Regions from separate parts of the Mus musculus genome. Here region 2 is linked to region 1. A link is a contact called in public Hi-C data. All regions are on one chromosome and are shown on one strand. The core of a region is the stretch at or near the end of the contact, and the rest is flanking DNA. Distances in the headings are between cores, read along the strand shown. Region 1 has its middle 210 kb from the start of Vrk2. Region 2 has its middle 360 kb from the start of Gm25387.

What was found. Hi-C and Micro-C count contacts between places; a contact is called where the count stands out from the background.
Region 2: a Hi-C map of cortical neurons shows a contact between it and region 1, with 2.6 times the contacts expected there. The contact joins two enhancer-like sites. A contact is called at or near these places in 3 of 39 promoter capture datasets (embryonic stem cells, hippocampal neurons and stem cell-derived epiblast-like cells), 9 of 484 Hi-C or Micro-C datasets (cerebral cortex, cortical neurons, embryonic stem cells and 2 more), 2 of 115 datasets of contacts at active chromatin or transcription factors (embryonic stem cells and neural progenitor cells) and 1 of 9 other capture datasets (embryonic stem cells).

Annotation. Positions count from the first base shown.
Region 1 is chr11:26,800,598-26,804,898 of GRCm38.p6, forward strand. No RefSeq gene overlaps it. Among named protein-coding and RNA genes, the nearest start is that of Vrk2, 210 kb to the left of the region's middle. Within about 2 kb of position 1,779, at least 10 of the 459 cell types and tissues checked have an H3K27ac peak or open chromatin away from gene starts, as enhancers often do. A contact at or near this core is called in cortical neurons, where this site is marked.
Region 2 is chr11:26,959,714-26,963,947 of GRCm38.p6, forward strand. No RefSeq gene overlaps it. Among named protein-coding and RNA genes, the nearest start is that of Gm25387, 360 kb to the right of the region's middle. Within about 2 kb of position 1,983, at least 31 of the 459 cell types and tissues checked have an H3K27ac peak or open chromatin away from gene starts, as enhancers often do. A contact at or near this core is called in cortical neurons, where this site is marked.

The DNA.
Region 1 (4,301 bases), core at 529-3,028:
TGCAGGGGCCGTAAACAGCACAGGCAGGATGAAGTTGCAAAAAGCTTGTATTTGTATTCTAATTGATCTTTTCACAAAATGAAAAGAAGAGAGAAAAAAAAATGTCTTATGGAAATAGAAGATGACATATCAGCCTGAGTAATCAGGAAGAACAGGGCAGCTCTGTCGTGCTTGGGCATTGCCATAAGGCAGAAGTGGGCAGCTCTGTGGTGTTTGGGCATTGCCATTTGTTTTTCTAATCATTCAGAATAATCTTCCAATGGTATAAGCATATTACAATGATTTTAATAATATTATAATATTATGTGGGGGAATGCCAGGGCCAGGAAGCAGGAGTGGGTGGGTTGGTGAGCAGAGGGAGGAGGGAGGGAAGAGGGGGAGGGTGTTTTAAGGAGGGGAATCCAGGAATGGGGATAACATTTGAAATGTAAATAAAGATAATATCCAATAAAAAAAAAAGGAAAGAAAGAAAACCCCTTAAATGAGCATACTGTCCCTAAGATTAACATTGGTTTTTAACATGATTGCATTATGCATGGACTCTGAAGAACTTATCAAATTGTATAGACATTGCTAGATTTGAATAAATGGTAGGGAACACTCAAACACTAATTCAAACATATTCCTTTGTTCTTTTTAATTACTATGGGTTAGGTTCTCTCACATTGGAAGTTCTATAAAAAGTGTTTTTTTTTTTTCCCACCCACAACCCCAATGTATTTTAGCCATCATAGAAACACATTTGAAATATATGTTGAGTGACATAAACACATTTGATGATTAATATTTATTCTGTCAAGACTGAGTTCAGTAATATGACTTCTAATTTGAACCTACAAGAGCTTCCTTTGCCTGCAATCTTACCTCTCAGTACTTTCCTATTTGCTACCTCATGTCTTGGAAACAGACCCAGTCAGATACATGGTTTTCTTTTTCTTCCATATTTGAACTGTTGAAACAGAAAAATGAGCTTTTTGCCTTGTTGGTATCCTGTCTGGACTCCACCCCACAGATACCTGGCAACAGCCAGGAATGCCCCTCCCCATGGTTATCTAGCTATAGCCAGGTAGGCCTGGCTCTATAAAAGGGTCTGCTTGCCCCCTTCTCTCTCTCAGTTGGTCCCTTGCCTCTCTCCTGCCTCTTGCCCCCTTGTTCCCTTCCCCCCTTTTCTCTCCCCCCATCTCCATGTGGCCATGGCCAGCTTCTACTTCTCTTTTCTCTCCTCTCCGCCTTTCTCTGCCTCTGCTACTCTCTTACCTTGCCTCCCCATGCCCTAAATAAACTCTATTCTATGCTATACTGTCCTGTGGCTGGTCTCTCATGTGGTAGGGATGCCTTGGCCTGGGCCCGCTGAGGCACTCCCTTTCCCCACACCTCCCCAAACCCTTCCAGAACACATGCTTATATTGCTTTATCTTTTTATGATCACAAAAGGCCTCATGTTCCTGGCGAACTATACTGAAACATGGAAAATGTGTAAGTGTGTGAGGGGATGTGGAGAGTCATGAACTCCAGAGTGGGGACTGGGTTCCTTCTTGCTGTGTGTCCTGCAAGTCCTATAGAAACTCTATCTGTAATCTGCAACCTGTTTTCACATATACAGTTAGTAAAAATGGCAGTCAGATATAGGGAAGACCTCTCTCAAAGTTAAATACACATCCCATCTTTGCTGTATTACTAACAATCCTCATTCTTTTATTTCTATCCCCCTTGCTAAGAGTGTCCTTTGTGGCATTTAGCTGTGATGAGATGGGCACATGAGCAGGCTCCTCCAGAAATGACACCAGCTGGTTTGGAAAGACTGGCAAACCCTCCAGTCTCCCTCTATCTACCAAGTTAGAGATTGACTTTATTATCTGCGGGAGTGCCATGGCATGCCCAGCCCAGTCTCCAAAGGTCTGGGATGCAGTCATGAAGTACAGCCCCATTCTCCATGTCACTCACTTAGATTTAGTCATAAGTTCAGGAATTGCTTTTTAACAACAACTACAAAAAGAGTGAGGGTCATCCACTTCTAATGCTGGAAACCTTGGGCTAATCTGTCCCATGCATTCAAAAGAAAATATAACTTCTTGGCAGAGAATAGCATTATAATGTAAAATCCCATATGCTGTTATACAGTATGTTGCAATCTGTTTTATGGCTGCCTCTACTCTAACGAGTGAATACTGCCAATAAAGCAATTGAAGATAACACTAATTGCTTATTTCTGTGATTCATAATTTTTATGGCTGCCTTATAGCTCTTTAGTCAAATAGATGCTTTTTGGCCTTTAAGATCTAGAACTCATGTACTGTAGCAGTGAAACTGGAAATGCACATGCTGGCCTGAGATGCTTTTCTGTCCTTGATGAATAGAAGGAAGCAGAAAAATAGGAGAAAGATGAAAAAGAAACACACCAGTGTTAAGTCAGCTTTAGAAGACAAACCTTAGATTTGAACAATATTTGGGTAATTTTAAACACATACATAAATATATGTCTGTGTATGAAACTAAAGCTGTCAGCTCCCCTTGGATTCCCCAAATTTGGAGAACAAACAAGGAGAGCAATGGTGACCATGGAAATCATGGAGTTTGATTACAGGCATTCAGAGGTGAGGACTGAGCAGGCTCCCTAGACCTAGATAGACCACAGTGAGCTAATGAATCCGAGTTTCAGAGTCAGATTCCTCTTCAACATTCTCTACTGACTAAATGGACACAAAGATCTTTGCCTATTGTGAAGGCTTGTATACATGCTCATCACAGTGCTCGATCCTTATTTGAGGACACCTGGCATTCCTTCTCATGGATAATAGCGTTGAAGCATCAAATTATACGTCAGTTACCTTCTAACTTATCAGATCCCTTGCTAGTTGTTGTGTAGCCTGTGGAATAGTTTCAAGGTATCCTGGGAGCTTGTTGCAGGTTTGGGATTTAGGCTCACACACAGATCACAATCTTTTTTTTTTTTTTAAATAAAAAATCTCTTGGTGATTAGCATGCTCATGAAAGACCGAGAAGTCTCACTTGGAAACAAGGAAGATGGAACTCAGCAAAAGTACATGACTCACAAGAGGCCTCAGTGAGCCAGAATGAAAGCTGAGTCTTATACCACGAGCCTAGTCCATGCTTTCAACACCACAGAACATGGAGGATTTCATTAACAGGTGACAGATCTTTTTGATTCATGGCCTCAAAACATGGGACATATATTTGAAGTTTAAAATAACATAACTCAAGAAAGTCTTGCTTCTTTTTTGTCAGAGGGTGAAAATAAAATTCAGAGCAAGTGGCCAGTAGGTTGTAGCACAGAACTTAAACTGTATGCAAAATGTGTTGAAAACACCCATGATTTCTATTCATGAGGTTCAGAAACTATATTCTTAAATGGAGGAATTAAGACACTGAAATTCAAGGTTTATGTGCAAAGACCACAGGAATCTAGTATTCATGTTTTTGTTTGTATTCAACTTTCTGAATATTATGAGTGTTCTGTAAGAAAAAGAGGCGAAGTCTATGGTTTTTTTCACGTTCAAACAGGAATACAAAAAAAGCACTGAGTCCAAAGAAGAGAGGTCAAAAGGTCTCATTAGTTAGAGTATTAAAATGCTTACAAATCCCGTACAAAGTATAAACACAAGACACAGTTCAGAGAGACGTGACTAAATTGGTTTCATTATCAAACTCACATATCAGTGCATATTGTATACTTGCTATTGGGTAGACTAGTATTATTTATTATATTTACTAATAATTGAACATGAGTCATAGATGCATTATTTCATTTAATCTTAACCAAATTTTGTGGGTTGCTATTATTTTCCTCATTTAATGTATAAATTCATTTGGCTGGTCTTAAAAACAAACAAACAGACAGACAGACAGACAAACAAACAATCAGAAAGACTCAACTGTGACACAAAGTCAGTAAAGTAAGAGCATGGGGGTAAACTGAGTCACTAGGTGTTGAAAGCAGCCCTGTAAATTAATGTTGTGACTTGGAATGAGGTGTTTGAGTCAGCCCCTGAAGATCCGATTTTCCTAACCCTCTGCTCTGGATTGAATCTTGCTGACTTTCTTCAGTATAAAACACACAGAGCCCAGGAGAACACAGAAAACTTTCCTTTGTAGAGCTTTGATCTGTTAAAGGTTGGAACCAAGTGTAGGAGACACTGCCCTTATGAAGGCTCCGTCAAGATTCTATTGCTGAACTGTTCAACAAAAAGCTGATTTAAAATGCCAACTTATTAAGCATATTCTTTTTGAGATCAGTTGTACTGGCCTTTCGTAAAACTCTGTTGCAGGGCAAGTGGTAGGAT
Region 2 (4,234 bases), core at 733-3,232, 160 kb after region 1:
TTGCTGCAAGTGACCTCAGAGCTGGATTGAATTGCAAACCATCCCCTTATTAATAAATATCCATTTTACAAGTTATATGTATTTAAGGCTTGCAAATTAGCATTTGATTTACAAGGTACCGTGATTATTGCCACCATCTTATGAATTATCTACCCCACCTGACATGTCACGTGGTAACTTTCCAGGGCTGGCAGCCTCTGGAAGCTTGAACACAGGAAAGGAATGCATTTTCCCTCAGAACTGAACACTGCACACTTGAAACTACCAAAATGGTGAAAAAAAAGGTAGTCTCTGTCTTCTCAAGCCAGCTGGTGTACAGTATCCATTTGTGGCAGCCCTAGGCAACACGATTATTCTTTCCTGGCTCTTCAACTAATTAAGTCCAGCAGCCATCAAGGACCTCCTAGGTCCAGGCAAGGGACCAACTCTGGAGACCGTTCTCCTTGACCTCATTACTGTTTTGAAGCCACCAGCCAGTGTGCTCGAGGACAGTAGACCCAGGCTCTGTTCACAGTGCCTAACACACTGTTGTGGGAAAAGACAGTGGACGTCTGGGGGACCCTCCCCTCTCAGAAATGATACATTCAGATATCACTTACTATGTATGTTCTTTTAACTTTTGTGATGCGAAAATTTTGAGATGCAAGTTCATTATTTATGAATATTCATAGAAAACTTGAACATTTTCCAAACTTGGCCTTTCATTTCTTATCAGCTAACCAAATAATTGATGTGTGTTCTTTTTCTGTAAGAGAATGTTCTCAAGATGTGTGACAGAAGTATTAAATTCATGAATTTTGAGGTTAATTTTGTCTCTGATGATTCAAAGGAGAAGAGAGTTAGCAATAGAGCAAAAATAATTCTCGGCTCTTATCTTTTACTTCTAGACACCTATGAGAGAAGAATGAAGTAATGCTTAGCAACGATTGGTCCATTACAGAGAAGAATCAGGACGTCTGAGGAGCATTTAGAAGCTTCAGAGAAAATACCACTTGGAGTCTGCTTCTGTAGAGCAGCAAAGCAGAGATGCTAGGGATAAAACAGAAACGGAACTGTAGAAAGGACCAACTCCAGAGCGTATTTACCACAGGTGACTGGAGAAGGCACCCGAAGCAGAGAAGTTACTCAAGAGCCTCACTGGGCAGGTGTCATCCTGGAGACAAAAGGACAGGCAAAAGACCTCAAGGGTCCTTGCTAGCCTTGGCGAGCTGGACCTCACCAAGCACAAGCAAGCAAACACACACCTTTCCCTCCATCTTTGGGTGTTTGTTTCCTTATGCACCTGTCATTTTATAAAACAAGGCGAGAAAATACGAATGCTTTTCTGTCATAGTCTGTTATTACAGGAGCAACTTCTAACCAGAAAGAAAAGTACTTCTCAGGCCTTCAGTGAGCTGCCTTCTCATGAACTCAGTCAGAAACACAAAGTGTTATATGTTCCTGTTCTCACCATCATGGGCACTGTCTTTCTCTTTCCCTCCACCCTATTCGTATCCATTTTCCACCCTATTCGTATCCATTTTTGTAGACCTCTTACTGAAACTATGCAAACAAACAAAAACAAAAACAAACAAAAACAAACGTTGTGGGGGCGGGGGAGTGTGCAAAGTGCATAGAAGAGAAAAGGGGAAAAGGAAAAGAAAAAGAGAAGAAAAGGAGAAAAGAAAAGAAAAGAAAAGAAAAGAAAAGGGGCCACTCTCCTGAAAAAAATAAAAAAAGGTAAAGGTGAGATTTCTGTCTTCTGGAATTTTTGCCCCCAGTAGTCGTCTGCTTCATCCTGTAAGGTACACAGTGATGGCCAAGCTCTCCGTGTAAATATGTCACCAGAGAAAGGACTCTTGCACCCAAAGAAAGGAAGCCTAGCAGGCAATGCTCAAACCTTGCTTGTTAGAGGGACGGAGGCCTTTGGGGGCTGTCCCTTTGTCTCTTGCCTTCTAGCTGCTTGGGCATGAAGAAACTGGACAAAGGGCCTGCACTGTGGTAGGGTGTGAACTCTTCAGGCGGCTGCTTTGAGCTTTAATTACCCTCCTAGCTTTCTGTCCAGACCTAGTTGGGCCCTGGGGCAGATTGCAGGGTAACACTGCCATCTAGCGGCCATTCTTGCCTGGTGAGCAGGAGTCTGTGCCCTCAGGCTGGCTCCTTGGCTCACATATTCTCTCTCTCTCTCTCTCTCTCTCTCTCTCTCTCTCTCTCTCTCTCTCTCTCTCTCTCTCTCTCTCTCTCTCTCTCTCTCTCCCTCCCTCCCTCCCTCCCTCTCTCCCTCCCTCCCTCTCTCACTCCCCCTTCTCTCTCTTCTCTCTCTCTCTCTCTCTCTCTCTCTCTCTCTTCTGGCACCCCTCTCTCTTTTCTCTCTCTCTTTTAAAAAAGGATTTTATCCCATCAAGGAAAAAAAAGAGCTGGCTCTTGGAAAACAACCAACTCTGTTGGAACTCGGAGATAATAATCAGTTTCTCTGGGCTTGTGAAATTGGCTCATTAAGCGTGCTTTTTAACAGAAAATATTGGAAGCGATTAAGTCTGCTTTACTGAGTGGGCATGAAATGGCCAACCTTCGGCCACCCACAGCTCCTAGGTGCCTGGCGCCGTTTTATGCATGCGGCGTAATGTCTTTACTTGAAGTGGTGTTTATTCATCACCTGCTTATTTATCTCTTCGCGTTTGGCAGGCACATCGATCAATGTTAAACTGTCACACAAGGTTATTTTTCTTTTACATAACAGTATAGGCCTAAGGTAGTGGCATATTAAAAGTAATAACTTTCTAACTTGTAGCTCAAGATGACAGCCCCATTTTTACCAGAATATATTACAGCACGGAATTCCTCATTCCATTCCCCCACTCCCACCCTACACTTTGGTACGACTCCGCCTCGCCTCTCCAAGGTCAAAGGCTTCCTTCTGCCTAGCTGGCCTCCCACTTTGCATACCACTCAGTTCTCTCTTCACCTCCAGTTATCTGCAGCTTTTAGGCTGATAAGCCCACAGTGAACATTCTGTCCACCTGATGTACACATCTCCTGGTCCCTGTCATGATGACATCTGCCCCTTTGCATAAAGATGCGTCTCAGGGAGCAAAGGGAAGCGAGAGAGGAACGCTCCTTTGTGGTGAAGGTTGTACTGGGCTATTTCCATGTCTGAAGCCATCTCAGTAGAGGTGGGGGAGCCTGTGCAGCTTTATTTTGCTTTCCAGTCACTGGAGATGACAACAGCAGTGACAAACCCTTGGTGTTGGGGGAGACAAACATGTATAAGAAGCTAGCACGGCTTTGAAGCAACCAGCATTGGCCCAGAGCTTTTAAGTTGGGTTGTCTCCCCCTCTGTCCTTTGGCTCTAGGTTCTTTTGTGTTGCCTTCAAACTCCTCCCAGTTTGTGATGCCTCTTTTCTTGGCCACAGGCCAAGCAAGCTTTCTTTGTACACGCAGTTTTTCTTCTCCTTTCTCCCCCTCCCAACCGCCACCCTATTCTAGCCTGAAAATGCCTACAGATAGAATATCAGATCTTTTTAGTTTCGAATTTCAAAGTGGCCCTTAGAATTCCTTCCTGCCCTTGATCTCTCTCCTTTTGGGCTTCAGCTCCTACTTGGACGCTGTTGCTAATTCTGCCTCTTGGACAGTGGCTTTCTGCTACAATGCTTTGATAATCTTGGGTACACAAGAAATAAATGTTCGAATAGTGGACATGGGTGTTGCACAACTACTCCTGTGATTCAAAATACCACACCCACTCTGATAGTGTGCCTTTGTGTGGACCAGAATAGCTCCCCTAGGAAATATGAGAAGGGTTCCAAGCGTGATTAAGAGAATATGACTCAATAGTCTACCAAAGTACCTACAAAGGAGGTTTGCATACTTGGCATTGAATTTGGCCCATCTCTTGGGTGACTTCTGCATTCCTGTGAATAAAAGATGCTAGAATACTGCTCTACGGGATTTATTTTATTATGGGTAGTAGAACCCTAGGAAAAAGGCACGTTCACTAAAAAGTGTGTGTATGTAGGGGGTGGGAGCCCATTCTGTGTCCTTTTTCCTAAGATCAATATTTGCATTAAAGTGGTTTAAATGTATGTGGCTTGGAGGCTGTCCATTCTTTCAGGCTGACCTGCTGCATTGATCAGGGCTAGTGATAGAGGGAGAAAGAGCAAATCAGGAGAGGAAAAGAGTTGAAAGTCGTTGCTATGGGGCCTGTGGAGATATGCTCTATGCAATGTGTGTGTGCCATTTACCTGGCAGCCTCAGA